Regions from separate parts of the Zea mays genome. Here region 1 is linked to region 2. The links are chromatin contacts, called in public Hi-C maps. All regions are on one chromosome and are shown on one strand. Each heading gives the region's core, a stretch centred on a gene start, on an enhancer-like site or on the middle of the called end of the contact. The rest is flanking DNA. Distances are from core to core; before and after follow the strand shown. Region 1 holds the start of LOC103653397 (phosphatidylinositol 3-kinase, root isoform). Region 2 holds the start of LOC103653394.

The links. Hi-C and Micro-C count contacts between places; a contact is called where the count stands out from the background.
Region 1: a Hi-C map of ear shows a contact between it and region 2, with 2.0 times the contacts expected there. The contact joins the promoter of LOC103653397 here to the promoter of LOC103653394 in region 2. A contact is called at or near these places in 2 of 25 Hi-C or Micro-C datasets (ear and tassel).

The regions. Positions count from the first base shown.
Region 1 is chr4:74,535,782-74,540,492 of Zm-B73-REFERENCE-NAM-5.0, forward strand. It overlaps LOC103653397 (phosphatidylinositol 3-kinase, root isoform), which reads left to right and starts at 3,108. Exons shown (of 18, transcript XM_008680312.3): 1 at 3,108-3,798. The coding sequence starts at 3,717.
Region 2 is chr4:73,993,534-73,998,679 of Zm-B73-REFERENCE-NAM-5.0, forward strand. It overlaps LOC103653394, which reads right to left and starts at 3,760. Exons shown (of 1, transcript XM_008680310.3): 1 at 56-3,760. The coding sequence starts at 2,617. The coding sequence ends at 1,952.

The DNA.
Region 1 (4,711 bases), core at 1,858-4,357, 540 kb after region 2:
AGGTCGGCCTCTCCCTTTTATACGTCGGGACAGGGGTCGGTCAATGGTGGCTTCCTCGGGAAGGAGTCATAAGGTGAGGGTAAAACCAGCGTTTTATCCTGGGTGAGGCCACGTGTACTCATGGGGATCGGGGCTGCCTGGTTGTATCATATTTATTGTGGCGGATGACATGGGGCGACAATGGTCTCAGGCGTCATCATTTTGGCTACACCGACCCCTGGCATCCGTAGCTTAGGGCTCAGCGCGACCCGTCGTGTAGTGCCCTGCGCTCTCAGGCCTAGTCCGAACGGCCATAAGTGCGTCGCAAGCCGAGGGCGCGCATGCCATTAATGCGCTACAGTCCGCGGGAGGGGGGGCTCGTAGGTCATGACTGCTATGTGGCCCAAGGGGTCCGTAGGTCATGAGTAGGAATCAATCGGCACCCACGCAGTGGCTCAGTGCCAGGCGTGGTTAATGCGGTGAGTCATTTATGGCGGGTTAGTCCGAGGCTGGGCACGGGACCCACTCGAGTGGTTCCCTTTCGACACGCCCGACCTACCTTGTCAGGTTCCGCCACGCCCGATCCCGAGGCTCGATGTTGCGGGGTTCGACCAGGGGCGGGCTCTTCCAGGGTTGACGCACCTGCCTCTCCCGGCTGACTAACCGTTCCCAGCGATCAGGGGCTCTTTTCTTAACGTGCTCACTGACCAGCATGTGCCAGAAACGGGGATCATTTCCCCGACACCCGTATTGGTCAGGTTGCTTACCAGCTGTAGCTACCAACATCATGATCTATCTACCTAGTCTTCCACGTCTCTCTTTTGAAGGAAGTTGTTGGTCCCTTGACACAAGTGAGCACTGATTTGCCTGAAATATCTGACTGTCTCTAATGGCCCCCAACAGGTATTGCAACAACGTATCATCCAATGTAACAATGACACCATCCTTCAAGTCTTGATTAAATGGTCATCCTGGCCTATGGAGTTGGCTAAGTGAGAAGATGAAGGCTCTATCAAGCAAACGATCCCAGGCGCAGAGGCTTGGAGACAAGCCTCTTCTCAAGGGAGGAGTATGTCACGAAGCGGGAAGAAGGCGTTCAAGTTAATAGGCCGACACGTGCCAAGAAGCCCAGTTCCAGGGTCCATGGGCCAGAGTGGATAAATTAGTTGGTTGGTGTTTGGTCTGGGGTTTGGCTTTTCGTCTTATATTTTGGCTGGCGGAGGTGTGTGTGAAGGAAGATGATACTTGTTTACCAAGTTGGTGGCTGGCTATGTCCAGCGGGTGCGTGTGAGACAGTCTATCCGTTTAGCTTTAATCTGTAGCTGTTTCTACAGCTTCTACAATCTTTATAGAAGCTCCAACAGTCCGAACAGGTGGCTTTAATTCGAAGTGAACATGGGAAGAGTTTCCAACTCTTGGGGTTTGTTCATTTTGCTTTTAATTCATGTGGATTGGGTGAATTTAAATTGAAACAAGTCAAAATCTTTTATATATTTTTTAATCACATCCAATCTATATGAGATATAACCAGTGACGGAACCAGACCTATGGTTAGTAGGGCCCAAGCCCTACTCTTGGGCTAAGTATCCTCTAGAGGCAGCAACATGCCAGCAAGCTAAATGTGTTTCTTTTTTTCGTGCCTGCTTTTGCGTAGAAGCTATGGGACAGAATAAGTGAATCACTGTGCTATGCCTTCTAGAAAAACATTAGTTATTTCTGTTATACGTCAATCCCTCCTCACCGTTCCAATTAGCATATGAGAGAACTAGTGATGCTAGGACTCATCTTAGATAATATGTCAATGTTTTGGCAAAATTCGTTTAATTTATTTTGCCAAATTTATCTAACACGTATCATATATATATATATATATATATCTTGCCTACACCTATACAATATACCTATACAATATGAAGAGTGCTATATTTAGTTTTTACAATCCTATACTTTCGATACTTTTTAGATCATTTTATTTGATAATGTATATAATAACATAATATCATTCAATTTTAGGAAGTCTTTCGGTTGTTGACAAAAGCAACCCAAACAATCAATGAATGGATCATTAAGATGAAGATCTATATTTTTAATTAGATAACCACTTGTCTAAGTTAATTTTATGTTAAATTATAATTATTATGTTCAAATATAGTTCATATGTGCCACTATCTATGTATTGCGTGATTTAAATTTTTCAGCCTGTAAAAAAGTTAATGTTATATTAAGCCCTACATCTGAGGAGATCCTAGCTCCGCCAATAGATAGGCGGAACAAAGCTTTGTATGGATTTCTAGTTCCAAGTTACTTCACAAGAGGTGGTGCACCAGGAGCGCTGCTCGTCGCCATTCTGTCGTGTTCTGAGTTGATCGGAGTCGTTACACCAATCCAGCTCTGACGACCCCACTGCTCGTCCGCTCCCCTGAGTCCCCTCCCCGTGGCGGCCGTGTGGGCGAGGCCGACCGCCGGCGAGCGGAGTAGGCGACTGGGCGTGCGCGTGCGGCTGTGCGCCCGTGTCTGCCGCGGCACCGCCTCTCCGGTTGTACGCCAGCCACTAGCCCACCACCGCCACCCACCACCGTTGCATTCCCATCGCCGGTGCCCTGTAGTCTGCAGATCGTCGGCTCGTCGCCCGCCGGCAGCCAGCCTGACACCATTGCAGTCCATCGGCTGTGTCGCATGTTTCTTCGGGCTAAACGGACTAGGCTCTATCATCCACGTGGGCAAGTTTAACGGGTGGACTGCTAAAACAAGTGGTTGGACCAGGGAGGAGGGTTCGAGTTATTTACTATTATAGTACTGATTTTAATAGGCTTCTCTCTTAGTACTCTCATCTTAGTCCTCTATAATAGTATCTACAAGTTGATTCATCCTTCAAAATAGTATTCTAACCCCTTTTTAAACATTTTTATTTTCTTTTTTATTTCTCAGCACATAAGTTGACCCTATCGTTACTCTCGCAGGTATATAAATAACAGAAACACAAATAATCGAGGCAAAGATGCAGTAGTGCAAGATGATGAGCAACACTGCTATCTTTTGTCTGGTTGGTTGTTCAGACTGTAGCAAGGGGTAACCGTTGGCCGCACGATCACCATCTAGCAGCGTCAGTGTGCTGCTGCAATGTTTTTTTTGCTGTCGGTGTGATGCTTTATGCGAGAAAAGAGAGGAGTCGAGCCGACGATTGGGGAGCAAGGAGAGAAGAAAATAGATAGATGCAATACAGTCAATAGTGAGAAATAAAAAACAAAATGATTAGAAAAGGTTAGAGTACTATTTTTAAGGATAAATTAATTTATAAATAGAAGATTAAATTGAGAGTACCAAACGAGAGAAACCCCACAAAATCAATATTATAACAGAAAAAAGTCGGAGGGTTCGGGTCGAGGTGCTTCATCCACACCCAGCGAATCCTCGCCGCGGGAGTCACGCAACCGCCGTCTCCTCGCCGGCACGCTTCGCCGCCGCCGCCTCTCTCCTCCTCGTCTCAACCGCCGCCTGCACACGCAGAAAAGGAGGGAGAATAAGAGGATCAGCAAACCCCAAGCCCTCCACTCGTCGCCCCCTGCTGCAATCGCCCCACCCGCCTCCGCCCGCCGCCGCTTCTCCTCACCGTTCTCTTCCTTCCCAGGCCGTTCATAGCAAGCGACCGCAGACGTTTTGACTTTTGAGCGTTGTTGATACGGTCACTCTTTCCCCAGTTCCTCTCCCGCGACATCTCAGTTCTTCATCACCAAAAGATGGTCGGCGGCGGCAACGAGTTCCGTTTCTTCTTGTCCTGCGACATCAGCCACCCGCTTGCCTTCCGTGTTCTCCACGCAGGTACGTCACTACTATCTCTCTTCTCCACCTCAATTTGCTTGCCAATTCGGCCCTGATGTGCTCGCCGTGCTACCACCGGCTACAAAAACTCATCGTTTTCCAATGCTTTTCACTCAACAAATTCGCCCCCAACAGCGATCTGAATCCAATATTCCTATATTCTCATTTGCAGATTTGTAACTGCTACCATCACAGGATTTAACTGTTTGTACTGTTATTACACTGCGCTGATCTCTTTTCGGTTCTAAGTGCTTATTTGGATACCAAGGGCTAATTGTTAGAGCAACTCCAAATGAACGTGTAAACTAACCCCAAAACAGATATTAGTCAAGAATAGTGGTTTTTCTTACTCCAACAGCTCCCTCATTCTTCCCCCAAAAAATTAGCGTCCCGCATCCATAGCCTCCTCTCCCTCATATTTTGGTGTGTTCCATCCCTCCCCAATCCATTCCTCAACGCATCGGATCATCCACAGCATCTCGACGACTGTACAGATTGTGCCACATGTCACATTTAAAGGAACTGTTGGAGTACCCATCATAATTCACTCTTAATATTTTTTAGCATGCTCTTAATAATCAATTTTTGGGGTAAAATTTTTAACATCCTTTTGGAGTTGCTCTTAGCTAGCTAAAAATTAGCCAAAATTAGCTCTAGCCATCCAAACAGGGGCTAATAAGTGGGTTATTATTTAGCCTAGCCTCCAACTAATTGTTAGCTGGCTAATTTGGCCAAATTTTTAGTCTCAGCTAATAACTAGCTCTAGCTGATCCAAACATGCCTTAATTCAATGTTTATCTTCGTTCCTCCACACTACCTGTTTTCTTCTCCTTAATGCATCTCAATCCTCCACACTACCTGTTTTCTTCTCAATGCAATGGTACACAGCTTTCATGCTTATTTGAGAATACCG
Region 2 (5,146 bases), core at 2,510-5,009:
ACAGAAGCTGCAGTTAACCTGAACCTGAACACATGCTGAAAGTGGACAATGAACACATTCTGAAATTTGACACCTACCCTTTGTTGTCAGTTCTTCAGATCATAAAAACTTGAACTTGCAAACCTTGCCAGTTACTAGAAATATTACACAACTTGTGAACCGCAGATTCCACAAGGCTAAATGCGAACTGCAGATTCCACAAGGCAGGGGAGAAGGGACAAGGCGGCTGAGAAGGTTGGGGGCGGGGATTTCGCGACGGGATGACCCCGAGAACGGCAATGGGAGGGAGAATGCGTGGGCCGACTGTTAACGCTCGAGATAGGGGAAACCAGAAGAGATGGAACGCAGCGAGATGTATTGGAGAAGAACATAGAGGATGGCGGCATCTTGGTGCTCCATCACGGAAGATCGGGGTCGCCACGACACAGCAGCAAGTGGATCCAGGATGACTGAATCTGATACCAAATGTTAACACTCGAATAGGGGAAACCAGAAGCCATGGAACGCAGCAATATGTATTGGAGAATAAGAACATAGAGGAAGTGTTTGCGTGCAGCGAGTTCAGGTTCTTCTTGTGTGATAGCTTTCCTACTACACATTGGGCACCATATATTCCTCTCTCGGGCCAACCTACGACGCACGCGCTTACAAAGCCCAGTAATCCCAGTCTGGCCCAGTTACCCGGAACACTCGCGCGCCTCCGTCTGCGTGGCCTCGCGACATTTGGTCCCATTCTCCATGGTTCCTGCCTCCGAAAGCCAGTACCTCATGTTTGCCTGGAGCAGCTGTGCTGACATTCTCCTCCCCTTCAAATTATGCTTGTCCCCAAGCATGGGCTTGTGGAAACCGGGTCTTCAATGCTTCAGCCTCTTCCCCAGTTGACATGGAGGGCGCATGCCTGACCAGGCTGAATTCAGACTTAGTTGAGCGTCCAACAAACTCAATAGCTGTTGCCAAAAAGTGCTTTTGAAGACTGTCGCAATCGGAAATAATATTGGTCCGATCAGTAAAGACTTTGAATTGAGACAGCTGTCCTTGGATGCCTGAGGTGCCGAGTCGTCTGATATCAACAGTAATTCCACTACTGCACCCGTGGAAAACGATGGTAAAATACCCTGTAAACAGGTAGGTGAACACTGATACTGAATCACAATCCATTTGTTAACCCCAGCCACCTTCATAGGTATATAGCGTTGTCCATTAGCTACTTGGGTTAATAAAGGCTGCACCATGACGATTGCACCATAAGGAAGATACGTGCTGGGTGCACCATGGTACATCAGAAGCACCATTGCATTGTCACTGTCGGCAGGGCAATTGAGAGCTATTAATCTGCTCAAGTCTGAATTTTCAGAACACCAACTGAACAAGTCAACTTGTGCAAAGAAAATAGATATCCAGATGCCCCAAACCCAAATCAGAACCACCTCCTCGAAACTAAGTAAGTAGCTACTACGAAGTGCATCAAAACTGATCAGGTGATTTTTCTGTTGGATTATCCAGGTATAACTGAACAGCAAGCAATCTCTACCTTGTACAAAGCAGTGACGCGAACTATGAGAACAGGGACAACAACCTGGAGATGTGTATGGTACCCGAATATGTAGAGTGCGAGCACCATATAGCTGACAGATTGCATCGTGAGAATTAGCATGTTACCGAAGCAACTGAGACGGACCAGAGTCATGCATGCCATTAAATTCATATGAGAATAATGCGCATCATATGAATTTGAACTGAGCCATATTGCAAACATAGAAGGGGTGATCCTTGACAATATCTGCAGCATCTCGCTTTGGTACCCAGAATAGCACCAACCTGAAGATAGCCATGTTTGTAGCCTGATCCAACTCAAACACCACCACCTTGCAGTAGCTTCATGGAATGCTCTGAAGGAGGGCCACAGTACTGGTCGCAGTTCAGCACTGATGTCCTGTCGAGTTTGAAGTAGTCATGGTGGTTTCCAACGGACAACCAAACACATGGAACAACAATCATTCAATGTGAAAGAAATACAAAACTGAACCGAATCTTGTTGAATTGACATTATGGCATTTGTATTGCCTCCACCTCCATTGCGATTCGTCTGGTTTTGCTCTTGAATTAGCTCATCAGCTATCAACAGAACTAGCACATGTATATCACTGGCTATATGGCCACATCCTGTCAGTACCACACAACCACATAGATTGGCAATGACACATCCCTCTAGGAAGCAACCACTAGCGATACCAAGATGTGTTGGTTCCAAGCAAACAGAACACTGCCAATTATCCTTGAGTTTGAGTAATTCTAGCAATAAAAGGGCCATAGTGATTGCACAACAGAGAAGAACTATAATGGCCTCACTATATATTATTAGAAATGCCATCACTCTATTAGCAAGCCACTTGGGCACCATTATGCTATCCCTCTGCCAAGCCAGTTCAACAGTACCGCCCCATTGTTGTTGTCGTTCTCCTTGAATGAGCATATGGAAACTCCACTCTGTAGTCACCATCTCGTGTTTCCAACTTCCCACAGTTTCAGTATGCATAGATCTGAAATATTGATGAGCTGGAGGTGGCCATGGAGGTTTCTTGGACAAAAATGCAATACTCCCCAATAGCAACCTCATGAACTACTATGTTGAGAGACGACCATGGAATTGTACGTAAATCATCATGGCTATATCCAAACTCAACTTGCATATGTGGTGGTGGCCAAGGTTGCCTATGCGGCACGGCATCCCAGCTGCAATTGAATGGAGGCGAGAAGCTCTATACGAATATGAAACCATTCCTAAAACACCTGGTGGGCAATGTGTTGGGAACCTCGTCGTCCTCGTCGATGGACCTGCAGACGCATCGCTTGCTGTCGTCGAACAGGACGTACGGCTGGTCGTTCTTGACGATGTCGACCGGGCCGCCGAAGCTCTTGAATAGGGGTACCGGCTCTCGACTGAAGGTCGGGTGGGAGAGGCCGACCAGGTTGCAGCTCACGCTGATGTACACGGGCTTGCTCTCCCTCCGCGTCGTCGCGATGGCCGTGTCAATCCCCTCGGTGGCGATTGTGTAGAGGTCGTTGAGGTGCAGCTGCGCTTCCTCGAGGGCGCTGGTGCCGGAGGCGGCTGATGCTGTGACGAAGGCGGCGCTGAACTCCCTGTCCATCTCGGTGCTGGAGGCCCTAGGAACGCTCGACTCGACGCGAGTAGCCGACTCGACTCGTCGCGAGGGCTGGACAAGTTCTCTGTCGTGCTGTCCGAGCTGGAGGCGAAGCAGGAGAAGATCCTGCAGCGTGTCGGCTCGGACGTCGACGCCGACCACCTCCTGTGGATGCCCGCTCGCGACGTAGCTGCTCGGCACAGCACGGATGCCCAGTGGAGGAAGCAAATCCCGGGAGCTCGGGGCCGCGACACGGACGACCGAAAGCAGATCGACCTAGTCGTAGGGAGAGATTGGATCCGAATTGAGGATGCGGCGGTGGAAACAGGGCTCCACGTCGAAGATGGGACCCTTGAGACGTCTCGTCACAGGGCTCTTCTTGAGACGTCTCGTCACAGGGCTGATGCGCTCGGACAAGCGTCTCCATGAGTCGCATTTCATCGAGCAGCTTGCGGATGGCGGCGTCTTGATGCTCTATTGTGGAAGATCGGGGTCGCCATGGCACATCAACAAGTGGATCTAGGATGACTTAATCGGATACCAAATGTTAACACTCGAGATACGGGAAACCAGAAGAGATGGAACACAGCAAGATGTATTGGAGAAGAACAAAGAGGAGGTGTTCGCCTGAAAGTTCAGGTTCTTCTTGTGTGATAGCTTTCCTAATTCACATTGGCACCATATATTCCTCTCTCGGGCCAACCTACGACGCACGCGCTTACAAAGCCCAGCAAGCTCAGTCCGGCCCAATTACCCGGAACACTCGCACGCCTCCGTCTACGTGGCCTCGTGACATTTTCCTAATGCTGCTCGTCTTCGTCCATGGTTCCTGCCTCTGAAAGCCTGTACCTCATGTTTGCCTGGAGCAGCTGTGCTGACACCGACGCTCAGAACGGCGGGGGCAGGAAGAAGGCGTCGGTCCGACCCTGCAAATGGCGAGGGCAGGGAGAAGGCACAGACCGGCGGATGCAGGGAGACGGGGCAGGGCGGCAATGAGACGCGGGAAGAGGTAGAGGAAAGAAAAAACGATCATGTGAAACTTCAATCTGTTGCGTCTAGGGTGAATATCGAGCCAGTTCAGCTTATAATAGTTTTGCTCGTTATAGTTCGTTACTATAACGAGCCAGCTCAGCTCGTTATACTAACGAGCTAAATATTTAGCTCGGCTCGTTAGGGAGCTTGAGCCAGCTTGTTAGACTCGCGAGCCATACAACTAAATACAAAGATATATGTATATAAATATATGTAACCGAAAAATCATATTTAGATGTTTAACACTATAAACCCAAAACCTTTATAATATTATTAACATAGTGTCGTCATAGCTTCTAACTTTCAATATTAAATTGAATAACCAAATATGTATTAACGTACATATTTACAAACTCTTTTATTATAATAAAGTAGCAACAAGTATCATTATAAAGCAGTTCATCATCTATTCCACAAATATGTAACATTTCATTGCACAATACTAACATCATATGCTGCTAGAAAACAAAGTTCACAAAATCATAACCAATAATCAAATATTAAATATGCAATATAGGTATGTAGTCATGCAATAATGCAAATATTTGAGCACATGGCACATCCACACATGTCTATATCACAGATCATAACTACGAGAAGGCAAGACTATGAGAGATGAGATAACACCAACAACTAGACAAACTTGTGTTATGGCTTGGCTCATTTGGCTCTGCGAGCTAGCTCATGAGCTAACCCGAGCTGGCTCATTAGACAACCGAGCTGGAATGCTATCTTGGCTCGCTACAAAATTAAAACGAACCGAGTGGAGCGAGTTATCGAGCCACGAGTATTTCGTCCAGTTCTAGTTGCACCTCCACATGGGGCAGTGCCTATGGGTTCCTCAAATCTGGGACACTTGAGATGTTGTCCTATATTTTTATATAAAAAATTCTAAATTAAGACAATGTTGGAGTTGATTTTTTAACTGAGACTTATATTTAAATATAAGACAACTATTTGAGACATTGTTG